3 separate regions of the Sus scrofa genome follow, and regions 1 and 2 are each linked to region 3. The links are chromatin contacts, called in public HiChIP or PLAC-seq maps. All regions are on one chromosome and are shown on one strand. The core of a region is the stretch at or near the end of the contact, and the rest is flanking DNA. Distances in the headings are between cores, read along the strand shown.

The links. HiChIP or PLAC-seq counts read pairs in DNA pulled down with a chosen protein or histone mark.
Region 1: a contact with region 3 is called in an H3K27ac HiChIP or PLAC-seq map of alveolar macrophages. The contact joins the promoter of TAPBP here to the promoter of C7H6orf125 in region 3. A contact is called at or near these places in 1 of 5 promoter capture datasets (liver) and 1 of 2 datasets of contacts at active chromatin or transcription factors (alveolar macrophages).
Region 2: an H3K27ac HiChIP or PLAC-seq map of skeletal muscle shows a contact between it and region 3, with 2.3 times the contacts expected there. The contact joins the promoter of LOC100156657 here to the promoter of C7H6orf125 in region 3. A contact is called at or near these places in 1 of 5 promoter capture datasets (liver) and 1 of 2 datasets of contacts at active chromatin or transcription factors (skeletal muscle).

The regions. Positions count from the first base shown.
Region 1 is chr7:29,671,184-29,675,925 of Sscrofa11.1, forward strand. TAPBP (tapasin) reads right to left here and starts at 2,270. Exons shown (of 8, transcript XM_005665884.3): 1 at 1,420-2,270; 2 at 1,109-1,279; 3 at 627-887. The coding sequence starts at 1,459. It overlaps ZBTB22 (zinc finger and BTB domain-containing protein 22), which reads right to left. Exons shown (of 2, transcript XM_001927786.4): 2 at 1,823-4,410. The coding sequence starts at 4,342. The coding sequence ends at 2,423.
Region 2 is chr7:30,329,518-30,334,180 of Sscrofa11.1, forward strand. It overlaps LOC100156657, which reads right to left and starts at 2,534. Exons shown (of 5, transcript NM_001190191.1): 1 at 2,441-2,534; 2 at 1,153-1,336; 3 at 937-962; 4 at 563-668; 5 at 32-413. The coding sequence starts at 1,263. The coding sequence ends at 348.
Region 3 is chr7:29,926,209-29,931,222 of Sscrofa11.1, forward strand. It overlaps C7H6orf125, which reads right to left and starts at 3,594. Exons shown (of 4, transcript NM_001243451.1): 1 at 3,441-3,594. The coding sequence starts at 3,578.

The DNA of each region.
Region 1 (4,742 bases), core at 1,020-3,519, 260 kb before region 3:
CCTGCCCACCGTCCACAGAATAGTTCCTAGAAATTCCAAGTCCTGGACAGGTCAGATCTTCCCTACTCTTGCATTTTCCACCCACTCCCTCTCTGCGCCCAACCCTGACCCCTGGACCCCAAATTGCGTAGCATGATGCAATAAGTGGTCCTTGCAGCTGGAACCATCTGCTCTCCCGCCTCCTCTCTTCCATGCACTCAAGCCCACTATTTGGTGACCACAGGGTCAACACGTCCTCACAAGGAGCTGTCGGGGAGGTCAAGAAGCTTGTGCTCAAGAGCCCGTGCTTAGCTATCTGCCAAGGATGTCTAAACTAAGCGAACCGCAAAGGAGGGGGCACCTAGCAAGATCTAGGCGGGAAAGGAGAAAAATTCCTTCTCCCGAGACACTCCAAGACCCATCGCCCCACCCCCCCAAAGCCCCGCCCCCGGAATACTGCGAAGCCCCGCCCCAAGCCGCAAGTCTTTAAAAAAACTGGGCTGGGCCTAGAGGCAGCAGTAGGTATAGCTAAATTTTAGCTGAACTGCCTGGATCTACAAATAAGGAAACTGAGACCCCACTGGGGAACCGGCTTTTCTGGACCCTTAGAATGTACCCATTTATTTCCACTTCCCCTCCTTAGCTACCTGTTGCCATGGTGATGAGAGCAGGCTCCAGCTGAGGCTCAGACTGCGGCTGAAGGAAGCTGGAAAGGCTGAGTACCGGGCTGGACATACTGACCATTAGCCACTTCCCGTCCAGGGCCCGCGGGCACCTCTGCTCCGGAGTCAAGCCGCTGACCCAGTCGGGCGAGGCGGGGAGCGGGATATAGTGGCTCATCTCGCAGCGTGGCGCGGGGGCGTCCCGGGGGTACTGCCTGAAGGCGGCTAGGAGGGCTCCCGCAGGGTCTGTGAGAGCAGAGAAGGGAGGTGTAACTGTAGAGTCGCCGCCAGCAAAGGGGCAGGAAGGCGGGATTTCAAACCGGCAAACCACCCGGTAGTGAGCGATTCACAGGTATTCCAGCTTCATTTTACGGAGGAGGAAACAGGCCCGCGGACACTACAAGACCCAAAGAGGAGAGGCTTTCGGTGGAGGCGACGGAATTGGGAGCGAGTCGGGGAAGGCTCACCGTGCACTTTGAGGTAGAGCTCTGGCTCGAGGTCCGGCCGAGGAGGTGGGCTCCCGGGGCCCTGGCGCAGCAGCAGGGCAGCGGGTTTCTTGGACAGCTGGCCCCGGCCCGCATCCTCCACGAACCAGCACTCGATCACCGCGGGACCCGCCGAGACGGTGGACGCCAAGCCTGGGGTGGAAGGGTGCGGGTGAGGTGTTGGCCCCAATATCAGGTGGTCTGACCTCTCCCCACCCCCTACCCCCCACCCCTGCCGTGGCGGGGTCACCTCCCACCGCTTCTCTGAGCAGAGAGTCGCGGGGTTAGCTCACCCAAAGCTACTACAGAGAGGAGCAGAGACAGAGGCTTCATGGCGTCGCGATCCTCTCAGCTCCGCAGCCTCCTCTTCCCCCTTTCACTTTCACTTTCCTCCAAAGGCCGCAGGTGGGACGGAGGAAATCCCCGCTCGGGTTAGGTGAAGGCGGGGGAGGCAGGTGCTTCCCCGCAGGCTGCACCGGAACCTCCTCTCCAGTTCTGGTCTGGGGACCTCAGTCGCACCCACTCCCCCCCCCCGCCCTCCTGGACCACCCAACACCACAAAGTCCGGAGCCCTCCCGCCCTCTGGGCTCCCCCTTCCTCTCCGCCAGAATCCCCTTCCCTGAGAACCATCCCTCCACCATCCCCCACCTGTGCCAAGTCCCCAGCAAACACATAGGGGGTGTCGGGAAGCCAAGTGAAATGACCAATAAATATTTTAATCACCATTTAAAAAAAATAAGATTTAAAATAAAAACTCCTACAACTTACTCCCTCCTTGTCTTCACTCCCCCCTCCCCAGTGAGAATCAAGGTGGGGGACGCCAAGGTGGGGGAGGAGAGGTTAGGGTGGAAATAAGGGGCACATCCTTTGAGGGACAGGGTATGTTCCAGGACAAGGGTGGGGCTCAAAGACCTGGTCCCCACAACAACACAAACACAGACTTCAGGTACAGACTACAACCACCTGACCCTTGACCCAGCGACTCCAGGATGCTCCACTAGCCCCCTCTCCCTCCCCACTCCCCACCGAGTGCGCCCTATTCTACTCTGGGGCTGGGGCTTCAGTGTACCCATCTGAGGGGGACGAAGGGCTGGGTTTGGGGATACTTTGGGGAGGAGGGGCTGCAGAGTGGAAAGGGGTGATCCGTGGTGCAACGCGGTCCCAACTCCAGAATATGTACAAGTCTATTGAGATAGGAAGACAGTAGGTGTGTGGGGACACCACGTAAGAGCCACAGGGCCCCTGGCTCCCGTTCCTCTTCCCTCCTTCGCAGGCTACCCCCAGTAGCCCGCCTCTTCAGTTTGCTCCTCCGCCCCCACCGAAGCCCATTTCCACCTTATGGACACTGGGCGGGGACCAGACCCGTCGGCTGGGCGGGGGCGTGGTCCCACTCGCCTCGTCGCCGCTGCCCCGGCCTGGAGACTCTCTCTTGGGTTGCACGGCTGGCCCGGTGGGCCCCCCGGGTCCCGCCCCAGCCCCGGCCCCGGCCCCGCCCCCACCTAGGCGGTGCCGGCGCTCACAGTGTCCCCGGTGGCGCATGAAGCTGTCTCGCCACATGAACTTCTTGGCGCAGACGCCGCACTCGTAGGGCTTGAGGCCTGTGTGAGTCTTCATGTGCTCCGTCAGGTGATGCTTCATCTTGAACTTCTTGTTGCACACGGGGCAGTCAAAGGGCCGCAGGTTCAGGTGCATGTTCACGTGCCGATCGCGCATGCTCTTATGGGAGAAGGCCTTCCCGCAGTGGCACAGAAAGATCTTATTTCCATCCCCACTGCCTGTTCCTCCAGGGGTCCCACCAGTGCCACCCGGCATGCCCAGGGCCCCTGCTGACGCGCCCCCCAGCGTCACAGCCCCGTGTTCAGTTTGGTTCCCTGGTGGCTGGCCTGGAGCCTGTGAGGAGGAGGAGGAGGTGGATGAAGAGGATGGGAAGACTAGGATCTGGTTGCCCTGCATGTCCAGCGGAAGCAGGGGCCTAGGAGGGTGGGAGGGAGCATAGGAGGAAGGGGTTGGTCCCCCTGAATCCTCAAGCCCCCCTCCGGGACCCCCACTCTCATAGGGGCCAAAGTCATTGGAGGACTCACAGAAATTGACCTGCTCCTCTCCCTTGTCTGGAGGCTCAGACAGGGTCCGGACATCACTAATGCTAAGGGTCGTCTCAGGTTCTCCCCCTGGTGGAACATGGGAGCCACCCCCCAGCTCTTCATCTTCATCATCCTCACAGGTCAACACCAAGTCTTCCTCCTCCTCATCTTCCTCCAGGTCTGGGTCTTGGGGAGCCAGGGGTGCTGGTGCGGGGCAGGTTCCACCCCGCTTCACGTACACCCAGTGTTTCTGTGGTACGATGCTGGGGGGTGCATAGACCGGCCGCCGGAGCCCAGCCCCAGGGACCACCGCCCCCCTCCCATCCCCGCCATCATCACACAGCTCATCTGCCTCCAGCAGCAGCTTCCCAGAGGTAGCCCCTCCACTGCCAACCACCGGGGCTGGGAACACAGGGCCACCACCTCGACGCTCCCCGCTGCCCACTGCAGAAGCCGCAAAAGCCTCTTGGGATGAAGAGGAGAAATCAGTGGACTCCCGGGGGCTGAAGTAGTTGCTGCTGCTGGGGGACTGATTCTCACTGGCCCGGCTGGAGGCATGAGAGCGCACGGAGCCCACAGCAGCAGGGGCTACACTGCCCCCACTCCCGGGGGGGACCCCTGCACCAGGGACAGTGACGGATGTTGCTGCAGCAGTAGTGACGGTGGTGGTGGTGGCTGAAGCCCGGCCCTCTCGGAGGAGTTCAGTGCACTTGTCCACGATGTGCCACATCTGGAGCACAGACCCCACTGTGAGGAAGTTGACAATGTCGGCAGCGGCCATGCTGAGCCGGCCAGTGTAAGCTGAAGCCAACACAGTCTCGAAGGCTCCGGGGTCCATGACGCTGGGCAGTGAGATGGAGGTCATGCCCTTGAGTAAGACCTGGTCGTGGAAATAAGGGGAGGACGCAGCCAAAACAGCACGATGAGCCCTGAACTCCCGTCCCTGCACTCGGATGGACACATCACAGAGCTGGCCCTGCAGCCGCTGTTGATTGAGGGACTCCAGGAGGGCACTGGTCACCTCAGGGAAGGACACGTGTACCACCGCAGCCGCAGGCAGGGGCAGTGGCGGGGGGGCCAGTGATAGAGGCAGAGGGAGTGCGGCCCCACCCGGAGACATAGGAGATGGCTCCATGGTGTGGAGGGGAGGGGTACCCCCCAGCCACAGGAACAAGGGGAGGAGGAGGGCGGCCGGGGGGGTCTCTGGAAAGGAAAAGAAAGAAGAAAGATAACATCTCATAATGACACAGCCCTGTACAGTTTAAAAGCTTGTTCGCACTTATTCTCCAAGTAACTTCCCACAACGACACTGTAAGGTGGGTATTCCTGTCAACCCCACTTGACGGATGAGGAAACTGAGGCTCAGAAAGAGTAAGAGATTATCCAAGGTCACACTAGTAAGGGGCAGCGCCCACAAATGCAGGTGTTCTAACTGCAAATCCAGTGCTCCTTCCTTGTAGGTTAAGAGAAACAAGAAGCTCTTGGGGAGCTGGGTGCCTCCCTTCAGAAATTCACAATTGCCTGAGAGCTTGAGT
Region 2 (4,663 bases), core at 1,284-3,783, 400 kb after region 3:
GCCCCCCCAGAAGACATCAGCTGCACCCCTATAGCCACAAAACATTTTATTTACAAAATATACATACAGAGTACTATACATCAGGCCCTGTCACCACAGAAGTGGCTCCACAGCTGGGTCAGGGAGGGCGAAGCTCTGCCCTTTGGCCCCAGAAAACTGAAGGCCTAGCTGGGGGTGAGATGCTACTGGGGCTTGGCTGCTATGTGGGGCTGAGGGAACAGGTGCTGCCAGGCACAGGGGGGTGGGGGGCGTGGAGACCCAGGAAGGTGAGCTGGGAGTTGGGGGGAAGCAGCAGGCTGCAGGGTCCAGGACCCCATGGTTCTGAAGATGAGGGCAAGGGGCTCGGGTCACGTCTTGACATCCAGCAAGGGCATCCGCTTGTGCTGGTAGCCACTCTGCCAGCCATGTACCACCTGTGAGGGAGATCATGCCACGGGCTGTGTGCCAGGAGTCTGCCGCACAACCTTGGAGGAGGTAGCCCTCTAGCCACAGCAAGGCTCTGGCTTCAAGGGTGCAAACCGCGGGCCCACCTCTCCTGATTGTGCCTGTCCCAAGTGCTCACCTTGGGGTCTCCCACGTCAGAGAGCAGCTCCTGCTCGGCCTCGTGCAGCTCCTCAGCAGGGTCATAGCTGTACATAGGGAGCAGGTGATGGCGAAGCCGGTCTACCCTGGGGAGCATGGGACGGGTTCAGCTCCGGGGGTCCACAGACACCTGACTGCCCCGTCTCTACTGCTCCTGGCGGGGGCGCTTCCAGTGGGTGCCTTTTGGGGTACACTAGAGCTCTAATACATGTCTGGGTGTGAAAACCGAACAGTGGAGTGTAGGGAATTCCAGGCTAGTTTCATAATGCCTGAGGGGCGTCTTAACCTGCGCAGGGAGCTGAGATGCCATGGGGAGAACTTTAAGCAGAATGTTCAGGGGGCGGGGACACTCACCGCTTTTTCTTCTGGACATACATTACCTGTAACAGAGACACAGCACTGTGGAGGCAGCTGAGCCCAGCATGGCCCACGAGTGAGTGGGGCCCATTTCCACACCCTCCGCTCCCGTAACAGGACAGCTGAGGTGCCCTGTGCAGGCTGGACCAGGCCCACCCAGCCCTGCCTTAGCAAAAGTGTGGGTATATATGAGTGGATGTGGGGGCTCCTTACCACAGCCACCACCACCCCGACCAGGGTGATGAGGAAGAAAGGCCCCAACACATAGCCCACCATGGAGTCGCTGTTGGCCTGGGGGGCATTGGGCACTGTGGTGTTACTCATGACATCGGCAGCTGGAGGGCTGGGTAGTCAGCATGGGCAGTGCTGCCTCGGGAGGGCGCCTCCACTGGGCTCCCTGGGGAGGAGGAAGGAGGTTGTCAATGTCACCCAGAGAGACACCTAGGCTCTGGATCCCTCCCCAAGAGCCAGTAATGTGTGAAAACTTAAGTCAGGTGCTGGGACAAGGGATCTTCCAGGTCAGTGTGCTGGGGTTAACCCTCCAGCAACTCTGCAAATCCTGGGTGTAAAGGGCACCCAGGAAAGGCCCAGAGTCAGGGCCTGAGGCCCTTTCAGCTCCTATCCCCAAATCAAGGTGGGGCCCAGCTCAGGGTGCTGGCCGAAACATTTGCAGCTATCAATTTCTGGGGAAAGGTTAGGTGTATGGTCCCAGCCCCTGCCCAACCTTCTAGGGCACTGGGCTGCCAGCAGCTCCAAGGGAGCAAAATAAGGAGGTTAAGATTAAACTATGAGGGTCCTGGACTGTAGCCTAGGGGTGAGGTAGGGGCTTCTGAAGGGGCGCATCTCCCTCAGTCCCGGTCCAATTCCCACACTTCAGGCCATAGGTCCTATATGCCCTCTTTGTCCCTGGTGTCACTCCAGACATATCTCCTGGGCACCATTTCCCCCACTGGTCTCATGTGCCAGGGTAGACACAAGTGGGCAGGACTGGATTGCATCTGCGAGGTGATGTCACCTTCCCCTGATCCCCACTCGGGGCTCCGCCCTAGTCCCTCCCCTCCTGGCCCGGGTTTGACAGGCGGAGGTGGAGAGGGTCAGTTCCCATGACAGAGGGAAGGAGATTGCCCGTGGAGGCTCAACGCCGATGCCCCGCGGTCTGCGACCTCGGTTCGCCTCGGTTCCCATCGGAAGGCAAGGTATGAGCTTGGGCCGGTCCCGGGGCCCGTGGGGGCTGCGGGCTTGCCCAGTCGCATCGCACCGTCCCAGAATCGCACCGTCCCACAGTCGAGGGGACATGCCGAGATAGGGAGAGTGACAGGCCGTTCTTAGGACGCGGACCAGCAACGGCGTGCGGGAGGTAGTTGCCATGGCGCTGGGAGGCTCAGGCCGGGGGAGGGGAACTTGGGAGCGCAGAGGGGCCCGGGTATCCCGGAATCCCGACACCCCGAGGCGTGGACTTGTGCCGGCGCTCTGCAGCCCATCCAACCCGGCCATGCCTTACCTCCCGCCGCTGCAGCCCGGAGTGGAACGCCCTCGGTTGGCTCCCGGGCCCCGGAAGAGCCGGCAGGCGCGTGATCAAAGGACCCGGGGAAATGGGCGGGGCCACAGCATCGGAAGGCAGAAGGCCCGGAGACTCCTGGAGCGGCCAATCAGGAGGCGGGGAATGGGCGGTGCGAAGGCGGAGACGGCCCGGGCTGCAGGGACCACCACGCGACGGCAGGGGGCAGCCGAGGGCTGCGCAGCGGGGAGGGGCGGGGCGCGCGCGGCTTCCCGGCGTCCCCCGGGGCGGGAGCGCTTGGGAGTTCACATTCCAGGCAGAGCTTGGTCTCCTTTGCGTGCTGATCTGGTTGGAGCCCTGGCCCCACAAGCGCCCCCGTTAGTCTTTTTTTTTTTTTTGTCTTTTGGCCTTTTCTAGGGCCTCTTCTGTAGCATATGGAAGTTCTCAGGCTAGGGGTCGAATCGGAGCTGTAGCCGCCGGCCTACGCCAGAGCCACAGCAACTCGGGATCCGAGCCGTGTCTTCGACCTACACCACAGCTCACGGCAACGCCAAATCCTTAACCCACCGAGCAAGGCCAGGGATCGAACCCGCAACCTCACGGTTCCCAGTCAGATTCGTTAACCACTGCGCCACGATGGGAACTCCGCGCCCTGTTAGTCTTTATAGAACCGCACAGACGGTAGTATTGCAGCCTGGCCCTCTGTGCTCTGCCCAGAGGGTAGAATATGCAGGTCCAGAGTCGCACCTGCCCAGCCCATGGACCTTGGATACACCCACCCAGCCATCCTCTCTATGCCTCAGTCTTAAAGTTGGCAAAACAGGCTGCTATAAAGATTACACAGTGACATGGGTAGAGCCTGGCACATGGCATACCCTGTATTTTAAATTCCCTGTTAACCTCCTTCCAGTTTTCTGAGGCACAGACGGAGCTATGAGGTGAAGTCCCCCTGGGTCACAGGTAGCTTGATCAGTAGGTGAGCTTGGTTTGGTAAGTAAAATGTCACAATGTCACACACTTAACTGGAGAAATGTGAATAAGATTGTTGGATTTTACCAGTGTCAGTGTCCTGGTTGTGATGTTATACTACAGTTCTGCAAATGTTAGCACTGGGCGGAGCCGGCCAAAGCATATGAGGGATTGCTAATATTTCTTACAACTACATGTGAGTCTAAAGTTAAGTCAGGGGTTCCCGTTGTGGTGCAGCAGAAACAAATCCCACTAGTATCCATGAGGATGCAGGTTCAATCCCAGTTCTTGCTTAGAGGGTTGGGGATCTGGCATTGCTATAAGCTGTGCCGTAGGTCGCAGAGGTGGGTGGGATCCCATGTTGCTGTGGCTGTGGTATAGGCCGGCAGCTGTAGCTCCAATTCAACCCCTAGCCAGGGAACCTCCATATGCCACCAGTGCGGCCCTAAAAAGCAAATAAATAAATAAAGTTACGTCAAACTGTGTGTGTATAGTTTATACCACACCCTCCTCTCCACCACCACAATCACATGCAATTGGGAAAATTCCAGATTGGCAGGTGATGGAAAACGTCCAAGGACATAAAAGTTGTGGCAGGTTAAGGTCTCCTGAATCCTCAAGTGCTAATGGAGATACAGGGGTGGCATGGGTCATTGTTCTTGCCAGGGGCAGCCAATGGCATGGACATGGTTGAGCCACTTCACTTCCTCAAGTCCTACCAGCGGCAATTAATTGAGGGCAGATCTGAAGGAGTAATACCCAGTTAGGAACCAGAGGACAGGTGAGAACTCTGGCCTTTTGCTTAGAATTGCCACCATCTGACTGATGGGGAATCAGATAAAGGGAAAGGAATGAGAGAAAAGCTTGGGTTTGGAGGCTGCAGGTAGATTTCCTGGGGTTCTCAGGCTTTTGAGTGTGGAGAGTAGGGAGACCACTCATGCCAGGCTTTTACCAGAGCTGAGGGCAGAGGGAGGAGGCCCCTACCCATGTAGTGCCCCTCTCATCTTACAAGGAAGTGGGAATTAAGTAGTAGGTTTTAGAAACCAGGCCCCCTTGTCTGCCCACACATCCAACCTTTGTCCCTGTTCTCAGGACTTCCAACCACATAAACTGAGGGTCTAGTGATACTGGGATGATACTCAGCATGTATTTACTTCCTTTACCCCAGAACACTATTCAAGGTAGTAGGGGCAACTTCAATTTAAGGAGTTCCCGTTGTGGCGCAGCGGAAGCGAATCCAACTAGGAACCAGGAGGT
Region 3 (5,014 bases), core at 2,344-4,843:
CTTAAACCTGGATATTTAACACAAGGGTGAGTGAGCCTCTTTCCTGGGTGGCAGCATCTCCAAGATGCTCCCCAGAGCCGTGCCCCATGCCAGGTAAGTTGGTTCAGCCAGGGACCTCTCAAGAAGCTGCCTGTGCGCCTAACGATCTCATTACAAGGGCTTGCTCCTTCCTCAATACTTAAGCCAACAATTACAGTTGTTTAGCCTTCCCCCACGTTGTGATCCTTTCATTAAGCTCTCAGTGCTGCAGGGAAGACATGTTCCCAAAAGGAAGCTGAACTGAAAGGGCGAACTTCCCAACCTGCACAGCAGGCTAGAGGAGAAGGGGATGTCAAGAGTGTTCCTGCCTCCCACCCCTGCCTCCTGGTGGGCTGGGGGGGCACCTGTGAGGGAGTTGGTGCCAGCAGTCCTTGCTCCACTCCGGCACAGGTCTCAAAGATTCACCTGCTTGCTAGTGTTCTGGCTTTTCTGGCCGGTATCCTACCGAGGCCGGTCTTCTTCCCGTCTGCACTGGGAGCAGTGCCTGGGCTACAGAGAAGCAGGTGGGTACTCACAGGGATTCTTTGCCAAAACTGACCCTGGTCCAGAAAGGTTGGAGCAGGAAATGAGGGGAAGGGAGTGGCTTGAAGTTCATGGACAAGAGGCCTTCCTAACAAGAAGTAAGTCAATCAGGCAGGAAGGAGGCAGTGCCAGGCCAGGCAGCTGGGTCTGTGTCTCGCCAGCCTTGCCACCTAACTCCCAGGGAACCCACGTACATTGTTTCACTTTTCTCATTTTGTTTCTTGGTCTGTAAGATGGGAACTGTGAGATGACCTCACTCAGCTGGACTGAGGACTGAACTAAATGAGACCAGGCAAGCATGCTGTGTGGTGCACGTTCAGTGCTACTGTGGCAGGAAGCCCAAGGCCGAAGACTGCCTGCCTCTCTCTCCTGGAACGAGGTGCGGGGCAGAGCTGCCCCCTCCAGGCCTGTCTTCCTGACAAGTGGCACAACCATGGGAGCTGCACACCCATCAGCCGACCAGGTCTACTGCCTGCTGGTGGCTGCCAGCCTAGCAAAGAACCTACCAGAGCGACCTTTCTCTCTCAGTCCGGGGGTGTGAGGGGAAGTAATTGACAGGACTGCCCTCAATTCCAGCAAGGGACTATTCCTCCTAAAGATCACCACAAGCATTCACTGAGGCCAGGCACCTTCTCAGGTGATATCAGGATGAGGTACCAGGAGGTCCTGAGTCATGTGTCTGCTGCCATCATGACGCCCTGGCTCACTCCACCAGGGCACATTCATCAGCCACTGTGGAACCATCACTGAGCGGTGACTTGCACCTGCAGCCATGACTCAAATCTGTGTGGGCCTCTGACTCATCGGAGCCATTTCCCCAGGTGATGACAAAGGATGGCAACTCCAAAGAGAACACTCTGCCCTCCTTTCCTGGCCCCTCGCCCCTCTCTCACTAACAGTCTAGTTGGGGAAGGTCACACCCTCACTGCTTCTCTGCTGCCTGGTCCCCCGCCCTCCAAATTCCCTCAGAGTAAGTCCCGTGAGCTCCCTGGTGATCAGGACCAGGTTCTGCCCCTCATCTGCAGTTCCCGCAGTTCCCCAGTGAGTAAGCCTGCAAATTCATTCTCACCACTCAGGACACAGAAATATCCCCTTCTCACTCTTTGCAACTTCTCTCCATCTAGTTCTGCTACACCTGCAACTATATTCAAATGATTTTTGTCTCATGAGCCACCACCAATCATTTATGTAACCATCCATTCATTTACTGAGTGTCTTTTATGTGTGAGGAACTATGTGAGACACTATGGGGAGAAAGATAAAAATGGAACAACCTCTATTTTCAGGAAGCTCGCACCAGAAATACATAGGGAGCACAGCCCTAGAAGGCTTATGGGATTCACAGGATTGGGACTAGCTATGATTCTTGCCTGCAAAATCTTTATCCTTTGGGCCAGTGAAGAGCACTGTAAGAAGTGTGAGGCCTCAGTGTGGTGTCACACACCCCCACACCCTCCCCAGCCCTAGTCAGACACTCCATCCATCCCAACACCCACCCAGTGCTTGTCCCCATGATGCCACTGGGCATGTTCTTGCTCTACTAGGTGGGCTGGCTTGGCTCCGTGTAGCTAAGTTGCAAAAGACCATGTTCCTACTTTGACAGCTGTGGCCAAATTTTGCAAAAGTCACTTCCTCAGACTGTGTATGTGTGTATATGCTATCTCATAGGCCTGACCTCTCACCCGAGCCCCAGGCTCAAATATCCTACTGTCTACTTGACATTTCCACTCAGAGGTAACAGCACTCTGCATCTCAAGTTCAACACGTCTAACACCAAACACAAGATGTTCTTCCCACATCCCACCTGTTCCTCATCTAGTCTTTCTCATCTCAGTTAATGGCACCACCTTCCACCCAGATGCTCAGGCCAAAACAATCTAGGTGTGACCCTTGGTTCACCTTTCCTTCTATCCTGCATCCAATGTATCAGGGAAACCTGTGGCCGCAACCTTCCACGGCAACCTCAATCCAGCCACTTCCCTCTCCTGGGCTGCCTTCTGCATCCACACCACCATTTCTTGCCTGGGCTGCCAGAGTAACCTCTTCTCCAGCTGACTGCTTCTATTCTTGCCCCCCTATAATCCATTCACTACTACAACCAGAGTGATCTTTAAAAAAAGTAAATTAGGTCACATCGGCCCCGACTAAACCTTCCCAGCTCAATGGTCTTATGATAAAATCCACCTTCTAATCAGAGCCTGTCTTTAAGACCCTATCATGGAGTCTTAGGGTCTTTTACGAGGCAACTGAATATGACTAGCACCCATGAGGACGAAGGTTTGCTCCCTGGCCTCACTCAGTAGGTTAAGGATCCGGCGTTGCCATGAGCTGTGGTGGAGGTGGCAGACGCGGCTCGGACCTGGCGTTGCTGTGGCTGTGGTGTTGGCCAGCAGCTGTAGCTCTGATTCGACCCTTAGTCTGGGAACCTCCATATGCCACAGGTGCGGCCCTCAAAACACAAAAGCCGAAAAAAAAAAAACCACAAAAACGCAGGTCTACTCAAACGCAGGGGCCTGGGGTGAGGACAGGGCTTTGGCTATCGGTCACCACACAGCACTGTGAGGTACGGTAGTGTCAGGGGAGGAACAGACTGCCACAGGTACTGCGCCTAGAATCATGGAGAGCTTTTAAAAATACTGAGGCCAAGGCCTGCCCCACACTCTGATTCGAGTAGGTCGAACGACCCAGGTCTCCAGATTTTTAAAAGCGTCCTAGAACTCCGAGGGGTACGTTGTTAAGAGCACGGAGCCGTCCACGCGCACGTGTGGCCGAGGGAACGGCGCGCGCATGCGCCGGGCCCGCCACCGGCCCGCCCTGCCTTGTCCTGCCCCCCTACCCCCCACGCCTTCCCGCCGCAGGCGGTCCCCACACTGTGTCACCTGGGTGTTCTCTCCCTCCCGAAAGGCCTGCGCTACCCGCTGCCGCAGATAAGCGCCCAAGTCCCGGCCCCGTTTGGTCTCGTCCAGCGGCCATTCCTCACAGAGCCTGAGAAAACGCCGGTAGCGGCTGGCCGCCATCTTGGGCCCCGCGTGTCCCCGCCCCCGAGGGAGGAGTTGGCGCAGACGGAAGGCGTTTGCGCACTAAGGACCTCTGGCTTTCCGAGGAGCTGGCGCGGGAGGGAGGAGGGAAGAGGGAGGAGGGAGGGAGCATGCGCTCCTTCACCGCGCTCGCCGCATTCCGGGTGGGGGCGCTGCTCGCTTGCCCTGCGAGCCGAGCTAATTCAGTTCTTGTCCTTCTGGAACCAGCCGGTCTTCCAGGGGCAAGTCAGGCGTGGAGTACCCCCAGGGACGGCTTTGCTTCTCTTTTTCAATGAATGCACAAGCTCCAGACTAAAAATCCTCCTCTGAGACCTCTGCTGATTTGCATAAACGGATACATTTGCATGTAAATACAGGTTGTTATTCGATGAAGATATGTTTGAACTTAATATCCTAGCACACGTGGTTTGCAGCATCCCCCCCCCCGCCGCCGCCCGCGCCCCTTTCCCGAAGCCCCGGTACCTATCAGTACCACGATTGGTGCTCTGCCACAATTCCTTCTTTAGTGCTCCTCGCTCCTGTCCCTGTGTCCCCAGCCCCTGTTAGTATCACTTCTGAGCTCCCCCTCCCCAAGCCGTCCACTTGTCTGTTTGAGTTGATGCAGCCTGGAAAAAAACTTGTTTTACCAAGCTTGCTCTTATACAGTTCCAGCTGCATCCTGATTTTTCTTTTCTTAAACAAACAAACCCCAAAAACTCTACCTTCCGGATTTTCCTTGAGGAAAGCCTCATCCTCCTTTTGCGTCTTTACTGTCCTGTCTTTAGACAGGACCATCCCATGCACACAGCGCTTGGCTTCCCCCAGATCTCTTCCTTCTCTCCACCCGTCTACTTTGTATGTTTCCAGGAGACTCCTGCCCTGAGTCAGGGAGTGAATTCAGAACCAAATACAATGTTAGAAGTGACAAGGGCTTTAATGGAAGTGTTAAAGAATACTAGGCGTTTGGAGAAAGAAATAGTCCTTCTAGCTGTTGAGATTGGGGGAATGGGGAAGATCAGGGATTGCTTCTGAAGGAGATGGCATTTGTGCTGGGCCTTGAGGATGGTTAAGCTTTGAAAGTGGGCTTGGGAGAGGGACTTTGAGCAGCAAGAGCCAGGCTTGGGGCACGACTGGGAGAGAGAGGAAGTGGGGGGACAGAGATCAGTGGGTGGTTTTAGCAGGGAATAGCTCTGAACTGTCTGAAGTCCTTAAGGGTAAAGACCTATGAATGGGAACACCTGGGGACACAGGGATGTGTGATGCCTGCTTGAGGGGAGTTGGGGGGTTGGAAAATGAGGCACTCAAGACCCCCTCCCACGGCATTCTCCACCCACCAGTACCTCTCCCTGTACCACTCTCACCATTTGCAGTATTTGTAATGTACACTGAATCTGTTTTACTTTAACCTTTGTATTCTGTTGCTTTTGCTGCAAGAA